Linked DNA regions of Mus musculus: region 2 is linked to region 1. The links are chromatin contacts, called in public HiChIP or PLAC-seq maps. All regions are on one chromosome and are shown on one strand. The core of a region is the stretch at or near the end of the contact, and the rest is flanking DNA. Distances in the headings are between cores, read along the strand shown.

Region 1 (4,164 bases), core at 578-3,077:
GCATGAATGATTTACCCACAGCTGCAGAGATTGGGGGGGGGGGTGTCTCCCCTTCAGTTAACCTTCCACACTCTGTAATCCAGCATCTCTGCTGGGACAGAGACAAGTGCCACTCGGGCAAAATTCCATACAAGTGGCTGGGGGACAGGCTGAGTCTCATGGAGAGGCTTTGTGCCCACTCCTCCTAAGGACAGCCAATCAGCCCGATGGCATGCAAGGATCACAGCTGTTCTGATGACCATGACAGCTGTGCTGTTAGTTGAAACAGTCGATAAGATCTCTTCTGCACCCCTCGTACAGGTCCTTGAGCCACCTGCCCACCTCTGCCAGAGACCCATATACTTAGCTGCCTCTCTCCAAATCATCTCATGAGATCAACCAAGCCACTATCTTCAATCTGGAGGAGAGCAGCTTCGCTCCTTGCCTGGGGCTACTCTTTCTAGGCTCACGGAAACAATTCACTTGCTTCTGGGAGGGTCTAGCTACATCCAAGACACACCCATAAATTACAATGCTCCAGTTAACAAGGTTTGCTCATTCTAATTTCCTGAACAGGATATTTACAGATGAAAAGTTCACTAGAAACGGTGTGTTTTGAATGCACTTTGAGGGAGATAAATTCTGGGGTGGTATCTGAAGTGGGGCAGGGAGTGCATGTGTGCACACCTGCATGTGTGCACACCTCCTCTTCAGACTGTACGCACTTCCAATTTCACTGTGGGGAGGTGTTAGCAGAGCTTTGGGACTCGAAAGGAAGGGCTGACGGAAAGGCATTTCAGAAAGGACGGACAGGACCTGTGGGCCAGTGCCTCACAGGAAGTGAGAACAAGGTGGCTTTAAAACACACCACTATTTTTGGATGTGATTACTTAAAACAGGCATTTTCTGGACGGGTGATCAGTTTCTGGGAGGACAAAGTTCATTTTAGAATCCTTGTCCTCATCCCTCTTTAGCGGTTGGAAGGTACCCCAAATAAACATTTAATGAGCCCCATCACATGTCTAGCAAGCCACGTGATGTTCAATCTCCAAGAACAATGGGCCATGTGGACACCCTTTTACTCAATTGTTGATGAATAAGGCCCTCCTAGCCCTAGCCAAAACCTATAGAATTTAGGGGCATGATCTGGATGCAGAATGTCTGGTTTACTCCCTCCGAAAGCAGCAGTCATTCATAACATGGCAAACTGGCCTTCTGCTAGCTTACATATATAAAAAGCTGAAATAACAATCTTGACCACTTGGTGTGTTGCTTTCTCTAGACTGGGACAGTGCCAGTAGACCAAACCAAGAGCAGAAAGAACACTTTTGGAATTCGGCCCATATCATATCACCAGGTAAGGACCTCAGGTGGAAACTGGAAGAAACACATAGGAGGGCCAAACCTGCACAGAGCTGAGAACATGAGGCAAGGCCTACAACCTGGTGCTCAAAGGAACCTGGTAGAGAGGGCCAGGGAAATGTTGCAGGAATCTCCATGACTGAGGACTCAGGCTGGGAACTGACCCCAAACCTGGGGTTGGCACACCTGGTCGAACTCCACTTGAGCACCAGTGGTCGCCATCTGAGAACCACTCTTGAGCAAATCTCTTAAGCAAACACCTTCCTGCCGTCTAAACCTACGCTTTTCCCACCAGAGGGAGACATGGGCCCAGGGGCAAGGGTGGCCTCAGTGTCCCAGCCAACTGCTGGGAAGCCGGCAGATTTTCAGAGAGCGCGGGTCTGGGGAAAAAAATCCAGTCCGGGTTTTGTCTGAACGGAGACCAGGAAGGCAGCGAGGACTGGGGAAGAGGGGGAGGCGGTGAAGACACGACACAAACAGCTCGCGCCCAGGACACCGCGGTAGGCCCTGAGCGCGCGGGCGCAGGGCCCGGAGAGGCGCGCGCCGGCCCGGCCGCCGGCCGCATGGAGCGCAGCGCAGCCCGCGGCTCCCGGGAGGCGCAGGCGGAGGTAGCGGCAGCGGGAGCAGCGCGCTCGCTCACACCCACCCCCGCCCGCGGCCGGCGCGCCGCCCCGCCGTAGCCGCCGGCGTCCCCGCGGGCCCGGCCAGCGAAGGCGGCGTCCGCGCGTCTGCCAGCCAGCAGCGGCGGCCAGCCCGGGAGGCGGCCCCGCAAGCCCCGCAGCCGCGCGTCTCCGGGCCCAGCCGCAGCCCGCGAGGAGCCCGGCGCTCCGGCCCGCAAGCCCGGCGCAGGCATGCAGGCCAGGCGCCTGGCCAAGCGCCCCAGCCTGGGCAGCCGCCGCGGGGGCGCTGCGCCCGCTCCCGCCCCCGAGGCCGCCGCTCTGGGGCTCCCGCCCCCCGGCCCCAGCCCGGCCGCCGCACCGGGAAGCTGGAGGCCGCCGCTGCCGCCGCCGCGCGGGACCGGCCCCTCGCGCGCTGCCGCCGCCTCGTCGCCGGTCCTGCTGCTGCTGGGCGAGGAGGACGAGGACGAGGAGGGCGCGGGCCGAAGGCGCAGGACGCGCGGGCGGGTAACGGAGAAGCCCCGAGGGGTCGCGGAGGAGGAGGACGACGACGAGGAAGAGGACGAAGAGGTGGTTGTCGAGGTGGTGGACGGCGACGAGGACGACGAGGACGCTGAGGAGCGCTTCGTGCCCCTCGGACCCGGCCGTGCGCTTCCCAAGGGCCCCGCCCGAGGCGCGGTGAAGGTGCGTGCGAGGTGCCGGGGATCGGTGGGGGGCGCAGCGGGCTCGGCGGGGCGCCGGGGCGCCGGGGAGGCCGAGCGCAGCGGCGCGGGCCGGGAGGGGTGTGTCAGGCGGCGGTGGGCAGCGCGCGGAACTGCGGCTCAGCGGCTCAGCGGCTCAGCGGCGCCCGGCGGCCTGTCGGTGCTCAGAGGCCGGGCGGATGCGTGGTCCCGCGTGCCGGTAGGCAAGGAAGGAGCGCTTCTCTGGGCAGGGTGGGGAACTTGGGAGCTGGACGAGGTCGGAGCCCCGATCGGCCTGGCATTGATATTTTATTCTGCTCTGGGGAGGCAGGAGTCTTCCTTCTCTTGTTCAAGCTTCTGGAAACTAGCCAGCAACCTGCAACACCTCCTTTCACCTGAGAACAGTTGTTGGTCGGTTCCATCACAGGCACTTGTGAAGGAGTTGGGAGCCTGTGCAGCAACAACCTAGACCTTGGTTTCCGCGAGCTTTTTGCCCCTCCCCCATCCCCGTGTTTCTCCTCGCCCTCCTTAAACTGGACATCCTAAGCACTTACCCTCCGCCCCCTTAAGATTACAAAAGAGGAAGGCGGGGAAGGTGTTTGTGTTGTGGGGAGAGAGAGGGGTAGCATTTAAAATGAATGTGACTTTCAGCTGAAAAATTTCACCAGGTCCTCATCCGCGCTACCGCAACGAGCGATCTTTCCGTTTTTTTGTATCTTCAGAAGATAAAGGGTTTATTATTACACAACTGTCTGGCTGAGCTTCTAAGCACGCTATTGGACAAAACAAACTGCGTTGAGGTTCATGCACCGTGTATGTTGCTAAGAAGTTTTGAGGGCAGCGAGTGGCAAGCAATGGAGAGTGTTTGCTTTTTCGCCAGTGTTTTTTTTTTTTTTTTTTTTTTCTGTTTTCTGTTTTTTCGAGACAGGGTTTCTCTGTGTAGCCCTGGCTGTCCTGGAACTCACTTTGTAGCCCAGGCTGGCCTCGAACTCAGCAATCCGCCTGCCTCTGCCTCCTGAGTGCTGGGATTAAAGGCGCAGTGTTTCTTAAGATAGCAGGATAACCAGAAATTCTTGGAGTGTTCAGAAGAAAATATATGTAAACAAGTGAACTTGATAGAGGTGGTTGATGTTGTTGTTTTTGTTTAATATCTCCGTGCCCGCTCTCAAGTGTCTGGAAGCTTGTAATTATATTTACCAAGAAAAGTTAAACAGCAGTTAGCGTTGCCCCGCAGTAGATGTGGGAATGTTTCTTTCCTAGACCACCCTGAAGTATGACTGGCTCTCTCTCGGTGTGAGACTTGAGCAAATGGTCATTTAGGTGATTGTTTTTGACAGCTGCTTGTTGGAATCTGGACTGTGCCCACACTCATTACTGCTGCCTGCTGAAAAGCCCGCTTTGTGTGGCAACAGGATATAGCGGGATTTGAATTAAGTTCCATAGCATCAGTGACACTGAATAAGACAGAGTGCCCCCTGAGCAGTGTTGTTCATACACACTCAAAATGTGTCTGGGGTGATTATACA
Region 2 (4,164 bases), core at 897-3,396, 56 kb before region 1:
TGGTTATCTGTCAAAGGGAGTGTTGGCCTCAGTGATGTGAAGGCTTGGGTAAGGTGCTTTCTGTCTGTTCCCAAGGCTGGCATCTGCCCCTGGGGGGTGCGTCAGACCTACTTAGTGACTGTATCAAAACGCACCTCTGACATGATGCTGGATACTAAGCATGGACCGGGTGAAGACGATAATTCCCAAAAACCTTGGGAATGAAACTTTCTAATTCCCCAGGAAGCAAACTGGTCTGCTCAGAGGAAGCCACTGGCAATGGGCAGTTGGTCAGTGACAACCCTGACTTAGGGAGGATGAGTCTGGAGTGGAGTCAGCTCCGGGGACACCTGGCTGGAGGAGATAGCAAGGCCAAAACTTAGCTGGTCTTTGAAACTCTTCAAGGTCTCAGTAAATATAATAAACCTTAGTAACCAATCCAAACTGTACTGATGTCACTGGTTTGCCCTACGGATCATAGTAGAGGCTACTTAATCCTTCTGTAAGTTTCCCTAGCCTTGCATTAAAGGGAGGTTTATAAGCCTTTCTGGTCGTCACCATTTTTGATGACTATCTGACCCCTGCATGTTGCTAATTTCTGCAGAATAAAACATCTTTGTCTTTGCATACTATTTGAGTCTGGGGTCTTCCTTTGGTGATCCTTGGGCCCTAATAGTGACTAGACACAAGAGGGTTTCCCCTTATACTGCCCCATGTTACTAAGGCCTACTCCTGCCCATGCACTAGCCTGTGCCAAAATTCCAGGATGGAAGGACCCACAATGCCATTCATCTGGAGAAAAAAAATCACCAATGGTATCCAAAGAGTGTGACATTCCATAAAAATAAAGCAAGAAGCAGGTGACCTAGTGTCTGTGTGAAGAGACCCAAGTGTCTGACCTCATCACTTCATCTGGGAAAGATGAGAAACTGAAGTCTGAGTACAGTCAGCAAATCTGAAAAGGGAGTGGACTGGGTATGGGTAGTACAGACCTGATGAAGCTGAACTGCAGGGAAAGGCCTGGCCCTTCTTCAGCTGATGTGGCCCTTCCCCTGGGAAATGGCCTGGCTGCTAAGAGTGAACCTGAGGTTTGCCTGCTTGTGTGAACTGAAGCGCACCGAAAAGGTCACACTTGTGGAAGATGCTGTCTCAGGTTAACCCCACACCCCAGCCCCCACCCCGTCCCCTCCTCTGTTGTGTGCAGGCCTGCACCTGTGGAAGTCAGAAAGCAACTTCAGCTGCCTTCCTTGCAGGTCATCTATCTTGTTTTTGTTTGTGTGTTTTTCCAAGACAGGGTTTCTCTGTGTAGCCCTGGCTGTCCTGGAACTCACTCTGTAGACCAGGCTGGTCTCTTATTCAGACATCCTCCTGCCTCTGCCTCCCTGGCAGAGTGCTAGGATTAAAGGTGTTTGTTGGTGGATTGGCTTTTTTAAAACCTGGGTCTTAATGAGGTTGAACTGAGGTCTTCCTGTACCTACTGAGCCCTCTCTGGCCGCATGGTGAACCATTGCCTGGTCCTTGAGGGATGAGAGCTTGCTGGGTTGTGTGGTGATCCTTGCTTAGCTGTTGATGGAACTGTCATCATGCCATGCTTTGCAGCCTGGGCTTCCTGTGTGGCACTGTTCTTCAGGAGAAAGGTTTCCTAGCAGAGATCTGGGCTGGAAGCGAGGCTATGAACCTGCTTTGGCCTTGCTGGTCCCCTGTGTCTCTTGTCTGTAACATGAGGAAGTCACCAAGTATCTCAGTAGGTTCCTGACGGGACCACAGTTCTGAGACTGCTAGTGGTCGAGGAGTACCTTGTGGCTTGATAGAAATGGCAGCGCCCAATGTGATGTACCCCATTTCATTCAGTTTGGGGAACAGGGAAGAGTCAGTGTGAGTGGAGTCACCGTGGAGAAGCTCAGCACTAGTAGGCAAAGATGAATATCCTCAGACGCTACAGCGCTTAAGAGAAGGCCAATCCTTAACTTGCTTACCCACAGCTCGCCAGTTTAGCAGTGTTGAGGAGTACCTTTGCTGTTGAGGGCATGGCGGGGCTGCAGCTGTGGCGGGAAGGTTCTGGCTTTGGGGAACGTGCTTTAAAGAAATCACACTGGTTACATTTTCTTAATTTAGCAGTCAGTTAACCATGACTCATCCTCCGTCTGCTCATGTGACCAGGAAAGTAAATATTGACAAGAAGTCAGCAGATGCCAACCCTCCTCAGACAGAAGGTGGGGGGGGGTGAGCTTGCTTCCTGTTTGCTTTGCTAACAAAATTTCAGGGACCACTCCAACCTCCATTATTGAGTCCTATCTATGTGAAAGAGGGCTGATTGGTCATTTCCAACTCATGACCTGCCTTCTGTCCCCTGCTTTTAGACAAGCCTGGGTCACAATTGTTTTCTTTCAGACCTGGTACATATTTTACACATTCAAGTAGACCTGACCTCCAGATTCTCCCAGCATCCTTCAGTCCCTATCTGGTATATCTTACCCCCAACCCTGAACTTTCCAGCCCAGGGCCTGGGCTGCCCTTCCCACAGAGGCTCCTCCCTATATAATGCAGACTTTTTGGTCTCTCTCCTCTCATTCTCTTCTTTGCTCTGCATGCCTGTCCTTTCTCTCCCCCCACCCACCCTTCCCCACCTCTGACAGTGACTCCCCTGGCCTCACTCTTTGGGTTCAGTGAACTTACCCAAGAGCAGATTCCTAATAAGCCTATCTTTAATATAATCTAACCTGGCTTGAATTGGCTCACTTTACTGGCAGAGAAATAACCTGTCAGATGGTGATGAATAAACAATGCCTTAGTTGCCCCTGACTGCTTTCTGCTGACACTGGGACGAAGTTTTGTTTTGGAGGAACCTAAGAAAACTGGGAGAGTTGGCTGTTCCATTGCTGTCCAGGCTCTGAGGGATCATTTGCAGCTGTAAAGTGAAGGCCCAGCAGACGCATGTGTTGGGTAGGCCTGAGCACCATGCCGAACTGTACCTTGGACCTTTTGGACCTTTCCTGAGTGCAGGTTCTGAGAGAACATCTAGATGTTAGGGGCAGAAGATAAAGTTACGGAGCTTAGGGGGACAGCTTTCTCTTGGTAACTCTTAGGCCCATGGTCTTGGTAGTAGGTGTGTGTGTGTGTGTACCTCAGATAAGATATCTCTGCATCAGAGGCTCCCCTAAAACAAAGGCCTTTGTTCAGGTAGGTCTAACTCTGCCTTCGCTCAGCCGAGAGAGCCCGGAGGGTCCTAGGCCCTAATAGGCTATTGGGGATGGGTAAACGGAGGCAGAAGAAACAATAGATAGAGTGGTAAACCATAAAAGGACAGAGGTGGCCCCCATGTGGCCAGGAAAGAGCAAGCCATCAGGCTGGGAACTCAAGTCCTCCGGGGTTCGCATCATCTAATAGGTTACTTCCACCTGAGAAATGAGCCAATTCAAGCCAGTTCAAATATATTAAATGCAGGTTTCTTGAGAAGCTGTTCTTGGATAAATTCAATGGCCTCAGTGGCCCCAAGAATTGAGGTCAGGGGAGCGGCCTTGGGGGGGGGCGGTGTTGCAGGGGAAGAGAAGGAGACAAAGGACAGAGGGATGGAGAGAGACGGGAGGGAGGAGATAAGGAAAAGAAGAGAGAGGAGAGAGACCAAAATGTCTGGATAATATAGGGAATAGCCTCTGCCAGGCCCTGGCCTGGAAAGTTCAGGGTTGCGGGCCAGGTGTAGGGACTGAGGGATGCTGGGAGAACCTGGAGGCCAGGTCTGCTTTGATGTATAAAATATTCGCCTAGGTTCCTTGTTGTCCAGAGACATGAGCAGAGACAAATGGGTCCTCCTGCTTCCCCCGATGATTGGCTGTGTAACTGTAATTCTGCAGCTGAAGCTCCAAGCAAAATGAATGCAGCCCCCCTCCCCCCTGGTGTAGCTCAGGGCTGGGTGACTATGGGAAAGCCACTCGCTGAGTGTCTCCACGTCCAGATTTCACCTCCAAAACAAAGAGAAAAATTAATCCTTTCCAGTTGTTGAGGTCAAATGGCATTCCAACATTCCTGAACCCTGCCTCTGCCAACTACAGTCAGGAGATGCTCTCGGCCTGTGATGTCCCTACACACAAGTGTTTGAGCTGTCACTGGGCAAGCACCAGTAGACTGACCCATCAGTGCAAGGGACGGAGAAAAAATGGGGGCTAGAGAGACCGCTCAGTGGGTAAA

Evidence for each region. HiChIP or PLAC-seq counts read pairs in DNA pulled down with a chosen protein or histone mark.
Region 2: a contact with region 1 is called in an HNF4G HiChIP or PLAC-seq map of pancreatic cancer cells. The contact joins the enhancer-like site here to the promoter of Zfp704 in region 1. A contact is called at or near these places in 1 of 39 promoter capture datasets (the HPC-7 cell line), 12 of 484 Hi-C or Micro-C datasets (bone marrow-derived dendritic cells, double positive thymocytes, embryonic stem cells and 1 more), 11 of 115 datasets of contacts at active chromatin or transcription factors (the HPC-7 cell line, embryonic fibroblasts, embryonic stem cells and 3 more) and 5 of 9 other capture datasets (adipose tissue, embryonic stem cells, liver and 2 more).

The regions. Positions count from the first base shown.
Region 1 is chr3:9,607,748-9,611,911 of GRCm38.p6, reverse strand. It overlaps Zfp704 (zinc finger protein 704), which reads left to right and starts at 1,827. Exons shown (of 9, transcript NM_133218.2): 1 at 1,827-2,642. The coding sequence starts at 2,193.
Region 2 is chr3:9,664,038-9,668,201 of GRCm38.p6, reverse strand. No RefSeq gene overlaps it. Among named protein-coding and RNA genes, the nearest start is that of Gm33169, 3.0 kb to the right of the region's middle. Within about 2 kb of position 2,146, at least 52 of the 459 cell types and tissues checked have an H3K27ac peak or open chromatin away from gene starts, as enhancers often do. A contact at or near this core is called in the HPC-7 cell line, double positive thymocytes, liver and 3 more, where this site is marked.